2 separate regions of the Urocitellus parryii genome follow, and region 1 is linked to region 2. Evidence: chromatin contacts called from public Hi-C data. All regions are on one chromosome and are shown on one strand. The core of a region is the stretch at or near the end of the contact, and the rest is flanking DNA. Distances in the headings are between cores, read along the strand shown. Region 1 holds the start of Rpp14 (ribonuclease P/MRP subunit p14). Region 2 holds the start of Kctd6 (potassium channel tetramerization domain containing 6).

Evidence for each region. A called contact is a pair of places that touch in the nucleus more often than the background predicts.
Region 1: a contact with region 2 is called in a Hi-C map of liver, with 3 times the contacts expected there. The contact joins the promoter of Rpp14 here to the promoter of Kctd6 in region 2. A contact is called at or near these places in 2 of 2 Hi-C or Micro-C datasets (liver and muscle).

What each region holds. Positions count from the first base shown.
Region 1 is chr3:169,213,523-169,217,137 of mUroPar1.hap1, forward strand. It overlaps Rpp14 (ribonuclease P/MRP subunit p14), which reads right to left and starts at 1,778. Exons shown (of 6, transcript XM_077795634.1): 1 at 1,630-1,778.
Region 2 is chr3:169,073,612-169,077,031 of mUroPar1.hap1, forward strand. Kctd6 (potassium channel tetramerization domain containing 6) reads right to left here and starts at 1,872. Exons shown (of 3, transcript XM_026402056.2): 1 at 1,791-1,872.

The DNA of each region.
Region 1 (3,615 bases), core at 528-3,027, 140 kb after region 2:
ACTATTATTCCCCTTTATTTCCCCCAGTGCTGATGAGCTTTACCATGAACCTACATCCCCAGCCTTTTCAATTTTGACACAGGGTCTCACAAAGTTGCCCAGGCTAGCCTCGAACTTGGGATCCTCCTGCCTTAGCCACCCAACACACAGAGCAAACATTTACTGGGACTACAGGCATGTGCCACTGTACTCAGCAATTACTCTCACTTTAGACAGCAAGGCTCTTGAGAAGAATAATTCCTGAAACAGCCATTGTTATGGTGTGAACCTGATCTGTCCCCCCAAAACTTGTGCTTGACCTTGGATCAGAACTATAAGCCAAAATAAAACTTTTCTTTGTCCAACCAAGGAAAGGGACTTAGCAGAGACTGCATAACAATGTAAATGTATTTAATGACACTGAAATGTATACTTAAAAGTGGCTAAAATGATATGTCATGTTTCATATTTTGTATGTTTTATACTAAGAGATAAGAAGATTTTTTTTTTGGTAGTGTGGAATTGAACACAAAGCTCTGCACAAGCTAGACAAGCACTCTATCACTGAGCTGCATCTGCACTACACAGAGCACACGTTTTACTGAGCAGTCACTTATCCACAGGCCTGAGTCCTCAGAGGAGGGGACAGCACTGCCCTCTGCAGGCTGTTCTGAGTTTAAGCGCTCCTGTAGTCATTGCCATCAACGGCCTTTACCTAGGCTTTTTTAATAATTACAGGGGTGCAGGTAAACATCTATTAGCAGTAGGTTCCATGCTTACTCCCCTCCCCACTCCCGGCGAACCTATTTAAATCTATTCAAGCACATCCCTCCCCTGTTCAAACCCTGCAATGCTTCCTATTTTATCAAGAGCAAGACCAAAGTCCTTGAGTAGCCTGCAAAATCCTAGCTGATCTGTGCTGTTCTTGACCCCCTGTCCACTGGACCCACCTCCCAGTTCCTTCTCCTCCACCTGTCTCTCCCGCCTCTGGGCCTCAGCTTCAGCTTTCTTCAAGGAGCCACATGGTTCACTCTTTTGCCTTCTTTCTGGTTTTCTGCTCAATCTGTCTCTGTAGCCTAGTGCCCATCCTAATACTGCATCGCCCCCTCTTTGCCCTGACCCTGCTCTTTTGTCTCAAGGCATTTGCCGCCTTCTAACATAATTGCATAATTCACTTATTCTTTATCTTTACTCCCCTAGTAAGTTCACTCCACGAGTCAGGGGTCTGTCTTGTTTGCTGCTGTTTTCCAAAGACCTAAAGCAGTGCGTTGCACCGTGCAGACGTTCCAAGGATAACTCCGGGAATACTGTAAAACCTCAATACTGCAATACTGCTGAGCACTTAGATTGTTTCCAACTAACAACCGCCATTGATTCAGGGCCCTCCTCTGCGCGTGGCACAGGCAGCGCGCCCTGCACAGTGCCACTCACTGATCGAGGTCACCCTGTGCGGTAGTGACCGCACACCGCGTTGTATAGAGGGCGATGGGGGATCTCTGCCCCCGCGGACCGGTACCTCGGGCTCTCCGCACCATCCTCCGGTAGCTCCAGCTTTGCACATGCGCACTCGGCGCGCGTGGCGGGCGACAGCAGTGCGGCCGACTAACACAGCTCCCGGAAATAACCACTCTCGTGCGGGCTTCCGCTTACCTGCTGTCCGTCGGGCTAGCTTGACGCCTCCTCTGACTCCGGTTGGCTGCAAGGATTCGCCAAGGCTTGGAGATCCCAAGCAGGAGCCAGAACCTGGGTCCGGGAAACTCCTGGTATGTTTACGTTTGGCTGCTCCCAGACCCCGGATGAGAGGTAGGCAAGCGGATATGACGTCACCGCGCGGAGTCTCCTTTGGACCCCGGTGTGGATCCTGAGCTGGAGCTGAGGACCGCGGAGCTCAGCGCCCTCTGGTGCCCACTCCGGGGAAAGTGCGCGCAATTGTCTGCATAGGATGTCTGTTTATTTTGGCAGGTGAAGTTTTAATAGCCATTTGATTTTTCATGCATTCTTTTTTTGGGGGAGCATACCCCAACCTTTTTATTTTTGTTTTGTTTTGAGAAAGGGTCTTGCTAAATTGCAGAGGCTGGGGCTGGGGATGTGGCTCAAGCGGTAGCGCGTTAGCCTGGCATGCGTGCGGCCGGGTTCGATCCTCAGCACCACATACCAACAAAGATGTTGTGTCCGCTGAGAACTAAAAAATAAATATTAAAATTCTCTCTCTCTCTCTCTCTCTCTCTCTCTCTCTCTCTCTCTCTCTCTCTCTCTCTTTCTCTCTCCCCTCTCTTCTCTCTTTAAAAAATAAAAAAAATAAAAAAATAAATTGCAGAGGCTGTCCTCAAACTTGTGATCCTTCTGTCTCAGCCTCCTGAGTAGCCAGGATTACAGGTGTGTGCCACCGCGCCCGGCTTCATGCATTCATTCTTCAATAAATGTATTTATCTAGAATCTGTTCTTTGTTTCAATGTTGATAATAAAAGCCAGGGCCTCCTGCATGCAAGGCAACTGGTCTACCACTGAGCTACATCCCCAGCCCTACCTGTGTCAAGCACTCTCCAAGGACAGGACCCACTCTCAATGTCCCTGTGTCTCCCAGCACACTGTGGGTGTTCTATATGGGTGGACACGGAAAAATCCAGCTTGTCCTATTTCCAAACGTAAGTCGTTTTGTTATCGCTGTTGACCAGTGAGTCCTTGCTTCCCCGATGTTGGAGAATAACACCAAAGAAGCACGCCTAGGCAAGGTCAGAGTAGAAATTAGAAGTTTATTAAAGGACAGCAGAGTCTCCCGGAGGAAGAAGGGGACCCAAGAGGTGGAATTCGTGGAAGGGCTGTTGTCTCCCCTTTTTATAGTTCTTTCAGTGATGGAATGTAGGTGGGAAGGCCCGAGGGGTGGGACACAGGTGGGCCAAAGAAGTAGTCTGAGCAGGAAGGACTTCGTTAACACTTCTTTGGGATGGACTTTGGCCTAGGGCCTTTCCTGGACTTCATTAACATTCCATGGGTTGTCCTGAGTTTCCTGGAATCATTCTCAGCATGGCCTCCATTTTAGATTTCATTTTAGATTTTATTAGACCCGATTTATCTAACTACACTGACTACCTAACTTTAAATCTGGCTTCAGTTTCACTTATGCATTTATTTACTAAGTACTTGTTTGAACTAGTTATGTGCTGGAATTCAAAGCCAGCCTCAGCAACAGTGAGATGCTAAACAACTCAGTGAGACCCTGTCTGTATTTGCTAGGCACTATTGTAGGTGCTGGAAACTCAGAAGAATAAGAAGATATGGCCCCTGTTCTCATGAAACATAATGTATATTTAATAATAACAATAGTGGCATTTAATATTTATCAAGTGCCTACTTTGTGCCAGGCACTGTACAAAAGATTTTACATATGCTTTTATAGGAAACACTTATACAAATCTGTGGTAGCTATTATATAATCAGGCCCATTTTATGCAGGTACAACTGAGGCATAAAGGCTAAGGTATTTGCCCAAGATCACACAGTTATAAGTGATGGAACAGGCTTTCTGATTCTGGCCAGTGCTCTCTACATTGTACTGCATTGGTAACCAAAGTCCAAGGTCAGAGGTTCAGACTCTGGAGATCTCAACAAGTCTGGTCTGGCCATTTGCCCCAAATG
Region 2 (3,420 bases), core at 622-3,121:
AGTGCAACAGCCCAGGAGTAGGGTTCTGAAGTCACATGCAGGCAGTACAAAGGAAAGAGAACTGACTACCAGAAGGGAAGGACCAGAATTCCAACTGCTTCATTATTATGAGACCCTGAGTAAACCACCCATATGCCCAGCTTCTTCTTTGGGGAAATGGAGAAAATAAACAAGATCATGAATATAAAACAAGTATTATACCAATGTGAAAATACTTGTGGCAGTAGCTTAAACAAAATTTCTATGGTAAAGAAATTTGAGAATGTGAACACAAGTAATTTAGAGCATAGGCCTGCAGAAAGGGTGAAAAAGTGGTGATGGCCTCAGTGTGCTTCCAATGTCCTTAAGACCACATTTCCCCAGAGTTCCAGACAGGTCCGCTACAGGTAAAGGGCAGAGTCCAGTGTTTACAGAGCACAGACATCTGAATGTCTGATCTGAGAAGGAACTTCTCTAAAGCATGACTCAGGATTATCTCCCAGGTAAAGCCAAATGCAAATAAATATGTGAATTTCATTTTAAATAGCCCTCAAATATCAAAATCCAAGACACAGGATAGATTCACAGGATTCACCTGGGACTCCTTTATGTAGTAAATGCTTTGGTTAAAATATGATTTATGACTATTTGAATCACAAAACTTAGCAATGGCATCTATGACTATCTTGACCACAGGACCCTTGATACTTGACACTACAAAAAAAAAAAAACAAGTACCCCATATTGACTGATGGTGTTCAATTAAAGAGCAAGTTCTCTCAACTTACCAACAACCCCTGCTCATAAAAACATTCTTTTCCTAGTTACACGTTTGTTCACTTGAAAACAGCTCAATCTGGGGCTCGGGCCTGTGCTAGCTCAGCTTCTTATTCCAGGATCCTTCTCGTGCTAGGGCATTTGTGGCAGTGAAGAAAATGAACATGCCAGGAGGATATGGGAACGAGTAGATATTTGGGCTACCCCAAACACATTCTTAGCCTTTGGGGTGATCCCAAATCTATTTGCCACCCAAATCTCTTCTCTCACAAAGTCTCAAAACTGGATTTATCAACTTGTTCTAGAACTGGTATACTCGAACCGAAGAAACCCGATAACTTCAGCAGAATATCTAAACAGGATCTCAGTCACGTTTCATTTCCCGGTCCCACCCCCAGACACAGCCTCCACGACACCATCAGCCCAGCAGGTGCTGCAGGGGCTCCCCACGACCACGGTCAGGATCCCCTCTGACATCAAGCACGAGAAATGCCACGACCTCCACAAATCTGAGCATCTGAGCCACGAACTCGGCTGCAATCGGTGTGTCTCTTCAGACCAGAAAATCCCAAAGGCAGGGCTCAGAAGCCCCCTCCTTCCTCACGCTTTAAACTAGGGCAAGCGCTAGCTAATAAGCGCCACCCCCCAAAACACAGCGTTTCCGAGCAAACCCAGAGGGGTCCCGTCTGGGCCCCCGATTCGCCGTCGCCCCGGGAGCCAAGCCCGAAGCCCGACCGGAGCGCGCACCGGAGCCCCGAACCTCGGCCCGCGGGGCCGCGCGTCCCTGCCGGGCGGGCCCCGGAATCCCCGCCCAGGCCCGGCCGAGGGCAGCCTCGCCGCAGGCTCGTGCCAGCCCCGGGACGCGCGGCCCGAGCTCCCCCGCGGTCCCCTCAGCGCGGCCCGCCACCTCCCGGCTCCAGGCGTCCCTGCCCAATCCTCTCAGCTCCGCTCCCCTAGCCACCGGGCGCCGGCTTCTCCCCATCCCCGGCCCTCCTGTGCCCGGGCCCCGTAAGCCCTGCGCCCGCCCCACTCACTGTGCGACAGCGGCGGCGGGCAAGCCGGGAGATGCCGGCGGCCGGAGGGCGCGAGCGCGGGGACGAGCGAGCCCGCGCCCGGAGGCGGTGGCGGCGGCGGCGGCAGAAGGGACGACTGAGCCGGCGCCCGGAGTTGCGGCTCCAGCTGCCCAGCGCGGGCGGCGCCTTCCCAGCAGAGCTACGGCGCCACGAGCGCGGGCGCCCCCTAACGGCGGCGCGGGCGGGAGGCCACGGAAGCCAGAGAGCCCGGCAGTCGGGGGAATTCAGCAAGCGCAGCCTGAGTTGAGCGGTCAGGCGGGCTGTACCGCAGCCCCGAAGCCCCGCCCCAAAGCGCCAGTCCCGCCCCAAGGCTCCGCCCCGGCTATCTAAGCCCCGCCCAGGATACGTCCCCGCTCCCCGCCTCCGCGTGCAGTCCCGGGTCCTCCCACTCCCGCGCCCTCAAAGTCTGTGCCCTCTCTTCGCTGTGTGCTCTCCGCTGGTGTCTCCACAGGTGTTTCTCCTCATTCATTTCACAAACTTGTATGGACCCTACCCACTACGTGCCAAGCCTGGGGAGTACAGCGGCCACTAAAATCACGGCGGGCTCCAAGACTCAAGGAAACAGCTAGTTGACAAAATATAGGTGTTTAGTGTTGAGAGGGGCATAATTAGAAGACTTCGGTGGAAATAAGGGAAGGGAACCCCTGCTTCAGATGCTGTAGGCAAGGAAGATCTGAACTCCCCGCATGTGTCCAGAGCCCCTCCTGGCCTTGTCCTGTATTAGGAAGCACGCCCTATAAAAAGGACTTTAAGGAACCCCCTGGGGCCACCTATCCGGCCCCGTGGGTAGAGCAGCCAAGGGCAGCCAGATGGAGAGGACAAAGCCAACTGCAACAGCCTAAATGACGTCGTGCAAAGACTTGGAGGCTAGAAGCTCTGCCCTAGTTGAGCTGGTGGAGGTTGCCATGTCTAAAGGTGCAGAATACCTAAAGCCTTAAAGCTAATTGATCTCCTTCCAAATGCTTTTCCCAGTTATATGATATTGGTTTTGCCCGTTTCCCTTCTCCAGGAGAACCACTTGCCTCAGCTAGATTTCATGTCTGCACAGGTGAGAGGTGCTTCTCAAAGTTGAACTTTTTTCTTTTTATGGTACCAGAGATTGAACCTAGATTAAACTCACTGCACTGTGTCACATCCCCAGGCCTATTTATTTAAAGAGAGGATCTCACTAAGTTGCTTAGGGCCTCCCTAAGTCACTAAGGCTGGCTTTGAACTTGAAATCATCCTGTCTCAGCCTTCTGAGCAGCTGAGATTACAGGAGTGCACCACCCTGCCCAGCTCAAAGTTGAACTCTTTTTTTTTTTTTTTTTTTTTTAATATATATTTCTTAGTTCTCGGCGGACACAACATCTTTGTTGGTATGTGGTGCTGGGGATCGAACCCGGGCCGCACGCATGCCAGACGAGCGCGCTACCGCTGAGCCACATTCCCAGCCCTTGAACTCTTAATCAATATGATCATCACAGTCATATCTGATATTTGGATTTTCTCCACACACTCCAATGGATAGACTAAGTAAATAACATGCTTCATCAACATCACTGAGTACATTAACATATTCACAAAAACTAGGTGAGGATACAGGGAAGTG